2 separate regions of the Mus musculus genome follow, and region 1 is linked to region 2. The links are chromatin contacts, called in public HiChIP or PLAC-seq maps. All regions are on one chromosome and are shown on one strand. The core of a region is the stretch at or near the end of the contact, and the rest is flanking DNA. Distances in the headings are between cores, read along the strand shown. Region 1 has its middle 14 kb from the start of Gm46158. Region 2 has its middle 8.8 kb from the start of Zc3h11a.

Region 1 (2,700 bases), core at 118-2,617, 500 kb after region 2:
GCTGTCTGAATGTCAGTATTCTGCTAGCAGCCTTCAGCTGAAGATGTAGAACTCAGCTCTGCCTGAATCATGCCTGCCTGGACACAGCCATGCTCCTGCCTTGAAGATAACGGACTGAACCTCTGAACCTGTACGCCAGCCTCAATTAAATGTTGTCCTTATAAGAGTTGCCTTGGTCATGGTGTCTGTTCACAACAGTAAAATCCTAAGTCACCATGGGTTAGGTGAGTTCATGAAAACATGGCCCTAAGGACTGGCCAATTGGAGTTAAGAGCAGCCCAGATGAAACACAGTAAGTAATGACTCGGGGTTATTCATAGGAAAGTAGGTTCTAATAGCATAGAGGGTGGATCTCTGCCCAGCTCTTGTGCTGTTTAGGGCTTATTGTAAAAAATAAAAGGTGTGTGTGTGTGTGTGTGTGTGTGTGCGCGCGTGTGTTTTATCTGGGAACTGAATGATCAAAGGTGGGGTAGAAAGTCAGGATTGGGATTAAAATTTTCTACAATAGGCCTTGCTAAAGTTCAAGGCCAACCTAGGCAATGTAGCAAGAACCCGGCTCAGAAACTTCGAATTACTTCTTCATACTCTGACCTCTTCTTTCTTGTGCCTCTTGTCTATTTTCCACAGGGCAGCAGGAGTGACTTTGCAGCTGTGAATCCTATCCTAAACCCCCACTTCAATGTTCAAGGGACAAGACCCCTCCCTGATTTAGGAGGGCACCATGATCCAGATTCTGCTTCTGTCTCCACTCTGCCCCTTGCCTCTCTGGGCTCCATCTGCTCTGGCCACAATGAGCTCTTTGTTTGTTAGTCTTTCTCCCTCTAGGACCTATCCTGTGGTATACTGTACCTTGACCACTTTCTCCCTTCTAGGCTAATCCCTAAATCCCCCCAGATTTCACCTTAAGCCTGTCTTCTGGGAGAGTCTTTCCTGACTATCCTAGCCACACAAATCCCCAACCAGACTCATCCCCTGACCCAGCTTAGCTAAGCACCGGGTGCCTAGTAGCGGCTCAGCAAGCCTCTCCTGGACCGATGAATGTGTATAGCCGCTGGTCCCAGGCGACTCCTGGGAGCCCTTTCCCTCTTCCTAAGCCAGCAGAGATGTGACCACCTCTTCCCTTATATGTGGATTTTCTCTAAATTGCCCTGGCCAATACCAGATTTCTCTGTCTTCCTAAACAAATTCACAAGTGGATAGGCTGCTTACCTACGTTCTAGCTTTCTCTCTCAGTTTCTGGATTTAAACGCAGGACACTGCAGGGGAGGGCGGGAAGAATGGAAAATAACCAGTGGGAGATTTGAGAGTCCCGAGGCTGATGGGTTTGTCTGCCTCATCTGCAGTCTATAGTTAGCCTCTGACTTCCTGTCTTGGCAGAGCTGCGCTGGTTATCTAGGCCAGTCCCAGCTTCGACTTTTGCATCCTATTGTCTGCCGTGCCTCCTGGTCTCCCGTAATTCCCATTCTGACTTTCTTCTCCTGTTCACCAGTTTCCCCAAACAGGGAACACAGCAGCACCCGAGATCTGTGTGGAAAGAGTCACATCTGGCTTGAGCCTTGTTCTTCCATATAAAACCTGCATGACTCTGGGAAATTACTTATCTTTTCCAGGGTTTAGTTTGCATCCCTGTAAGAAAGAAAAGGGCAACAGATCTGATAGGGGGCAGATCAGGCACAATGCACTGGTACCCACAAAAAGCCACTTCTCTCCTCCTCAGGGTGCATAAACAGTGTACAGTGTAAAGTCGTTTTTCAGAAACGGGAGCACACACACACACATGCACATGTGTGTGCATGCACACACACACACACACACACACACACACACACACACACGCATGCACACCCTCCTGGGCTGCAGTGAGCTGATGTTTAAATCAACAGTATAATCGTTTCATTGACACAAATGTCAGGTGATTGCTCTATCATTGCCTTGTTCCATGACATAGGAGGAGAACTAGGTCACATTTATAGGCAGGGCTCTCCAGCTCCATGAGGTGATACCAGGTTCTAAAGGCTGTCCTTAGGCAGATAAGAGAGTGTCCCTTATCTCTTGGGCTGCGACTCAGGATCAGGGTGTGTCTCCTATCAAGGAGTCCTGGAAAGATGGCTCTTTGTGGGAAACTCAGCTCAGAGCCCTGGCCACTGACCACATGCACTTTCCCACCATCCCTCTGGGCCACTCCCTTCAAGACTTTTGGAATGTCCTGACATAGGCTCATCATTGAAGCCCAAGCTCCCCCTTAGTAATTACCTCCTAAAGGACAGAGCAGAGTCACACCGTCCATCTACCTCTGAGAGAACTCTTAGTTCACAGACAACCTGGCCAGTCCTGCCAAGTTCATACATAAAGGCAGCGGGCACTTTTCCCACACCATCAGGGCACTGTCCCCTTACAGGAGCTCTGTTCCCTAGGATGAGAGTCCCTTTCGGTCTTGCCCTTTCTCCCTGTACTATGGCTGTCTTTGTCTCCATCTTTACCTCAGACTGCTTTGACCAAATGAATCCCAGAGTCCAAGCTCAAAGGCCATCAGCAGCTGAGGCATGGAACAATCACCTGTTCTCTGTCAGTGTTGAAGCAATCTATATTAGCTTCTCCTGACTGCTGTAACAAATTGTCACAAACTTTGAAGGTTTACGTTGCAGGATATTTGATCGCACTGTGAACTCCAATATTGTGTCATTTACTGAAAAAACCTGT
Region 2 (2,700 bases), core at 165-2,664:
ACACTGGTTAACTGGTGAGAACCGGAGTGGCTGTCTGAGGCAGGGGCTGTTTACATTTTATTGTTTATCACCTTGCTGTGGTTCTAATCTCATTTTACTATGCATGAGTTACTTTTATTGTAGGAAAACTGGCTTTTAAAATCTCTTTTGACTTAGCAATTCTACACTGAGCTGCTGCTTTATAGCTGTAGTCACACAGGGGCAAAAATGACATAGAAGAACACGGTGTCCCTAGTGCCCGTAAACACTGCCGGGACTAAATATTAAATATTATAGTCAGGCTGCAGAGATGGCTCAGCAGTTAAGAGCACTGGCTGCTCTTCTAGAAGATCCAGGTTCACAGTGGCCCACAGCCACCTGTAACCCCAGTTCCAGGGGACCCAGTGCCCTTTTCTGGACTCCAGGGGCATCAGACATACATGTGTTGCACAGATACTTGTGGGCAAAACAACCATAAAAACAAAAAAATAAAGTTTTTAATTAATAAAAAAAAATACAACCATAAAATGGGGTTCCATGTTATTGTTGAGAATATTCATGTTAAAAAAAAATTCTAGTTTTAAAAAAAAAAAAAACCACATTGAATTGCCTGGCTTTAATCTCAGCAGCTGGGAGGCAGAGGCCAGTGGATCTCTGAGTGAAAGGCAGGGTCTAATCTACCTGGTGAGTTCCAGAATGGCCGGGGCTATAGAGAGAACCCCTATTTCAAAAACAAACAAACAAAAACGAAATGAGCCGGGTAGTGGTAGCAAACGCCTTCAATCCCAGCACTTGGGAGGCAGAGGCAGGCAGATTTCTGAGTTCAAGGTCAGCCTGGTCTACAAAGTGAGTTCCAGGACAGCCAGGGCTACACAGAGAAACCCTGTCTCGAAAAAAAAAAAAGCCAAAAACAAACAAACAAACAAAACGAAATGAAACTAAAAATATTCATGTTAAAAGCTGGGCATGGTGTGACCTTTAATCTCAGCCTTCAGGAGAAAGAGACTGGCTGAACGCTGTGCCTTCAAGACTAATCTGATCTATATAGCAAGTTCCAAGACAGTCAGGGCTAGGTAGAGAGACACTGTCTCAAAAATACAGAGAGAGAGAGAGAGAGAGAGAGAGAGAGAGAGAGAGAGAGAGAGAGAGAGAGAGAGAGAGAGAGAGAGAATAAAGGGGAAAAAGTTGATATTGCCACATACAGGGGTGTGTGGTCCTGGAGTTCTAGCCCACAAGCCCAACTCTGAGGATCCCAACAACTCAGGTCCAGCAGCTTGCCCAAAAGCCAAATGCAAAAGGTAATGGAGGAGAAAGGGAATTCGAATCAGCATCACTACGTTAGGAAGACACGGGAGCAGCTCCTCAGCGACTTCAGTACTGTCTTCCGGGTGCTGACATGAGCTCCCAGATTGGAAGGAGGGAAGAAGCGGTGGGCAGCACAGGAGTCCTTTCACTGGTCCTGTTCAGACTGTGATCTGCTTGGTCGGGAGGGCCTTGTCCTCCGTAAGAAGGCAGCTGTTGCTTCAGGGGACGATTCCATCCACCTTATCACAAGATGTTTATCCGTCAGACCTGTGGCTCCTGGACTCCTCGTGACTGCAGCACAGAAGGACTTAGAACAAAGAAGCCGGAAACAAAATGGAGGCCGAGGAGACAAAAGCGGCTACCCCTTCCCCTGGCCCTGCCCTTTCATGGCATGCTAGAATTTATGGTAGGGCTATAAACCTAGCCCAAGATTCAAAACTTGGACAAAGCAATTCGTCTTATCAGCAGGCTGCAGGAGGACAATTCCCACTCCTAAAGAAAGCTCTAAATAACTTGTGATGGAAACTTGCTAAACTGCATAAGGAATATCTACACAAAACTCTGTACAAACCCTCAGAAGGCCATTCCTAAGCAGCAACACTTCTCTTGGGGACTTGCATCTTCACTATCATATCTCTATCCTTGTTTGTTTGTTTGTCTGTCTGTTCGAGACAGGGTTTCTCTGTGTAGCCCTGGCTGTCCTGGAACTCACTCTGTAGACCAGGCTGACCTCCAGCTCAGAAATCTTCCTGCCACTGCCTCCCAAGTGCTGGGATTAAAGGCATGCGCCACCACTGCCCAGCAAGAGTGATCGACTTTGCAGCACTCAGTCCTAAATGGGATGAATCCATCAAACCCCTCGAGGCTCAGGGAGCTATGAGGAAGAGAAGGCAGAAATATTGTAAAAGCCCGAGGTGATGCATGACTCAGGAAACCCGTGTTTTCCAGATACAAGATATCCCCCCTCCTCTTCCTCTTCCTCTTCCTCTTCCTCTTTTCCTTCTCCTCCTAATCCTCTTCTTCCTCCTCCTCCCAATCCCTTTTCTTCTTCTGTAGTGCTGGGTTGGAATTCAGGACTTCACACATGATAGGGGAGACCTCTGCCACTGAGTTATATTCACAGCCTGAATAGTTTTATTTGTTTTGTTTTAAGACATGGTCTTACTTGTAGCCTTGGCTGCTTTCTAACTTTTCTACTGCTGTGATGAAACACCACTGAAGACCATAGAAACCAGGGACAGAAAGAGATAAGTTATTTCAAGGTCACTTTTCTATAGAGACAGGATCTCCTACACAGCCCTGACTTGTCCGGGCACTTCCTGTACACCGTGCTGGCTTTGAACTCACAGAGATTCATCTGCCTCTGCCTCCCAAGTGCTGGCTTTAAAGACATGCGCCACCATGTTGCCTTTGTGT

Evidence for each region. HiChIP or PLAC-seq counts read pairs in DNA pulled down with a chosen protein or histone mark.
Region 1: a contact with region 2 is called in an H3K27ac HiChIP or PLAC-seq map of extraembryonic endoderm stem cells, with 2.1 times the contacts expected there. The contact joins two enhancer-like sites. A contact is called at or near these places in 1 of 15 datasets of contacts at CTCF or cohesin (the NIH/3T3 cell line) and 2 of 115 datasets of contacts at active chromatin or transcription factors (extraembryonic endoderm stem cells and pancreatic cancer cells).

The regions. Positions count from the first base shown.
Region 1 is chr1:134,166,769-134,169,468 of GRCm38.p6, forward strand. No RefSeq gene overlaps it. Among named protein-coding and RNA genes, the nearest start is that of Gm46158, 14 kb to the right of the region's middle. Within about 2 kb of position 1,368, at least 27 of the 459 cell types and tissues checked have an H3K27ac peak or open chromatin away from gene starts, as enhancers often do. A contact at or near this core is called in extraembryonic endoderm stem cells, where this site is marked.
Region 2 is chr1:133,668,862-133,671,561 of GRCm38.p6, forward strand. No RefSeq gene overlaps it. Among named protein-coding and RNA genes, the nearest start is that of Zc3h11a, 8.8 kb to the left of the region's middle. Within about 2 kb of position 1,415, at least 40 of the 459 cell types and tissues checked have an H3K27ac peak or open chromatin away from gene starts, as enhancers often do. A contact at or near this core is called in extraembryonic endoderm stem cells, where this site is marked.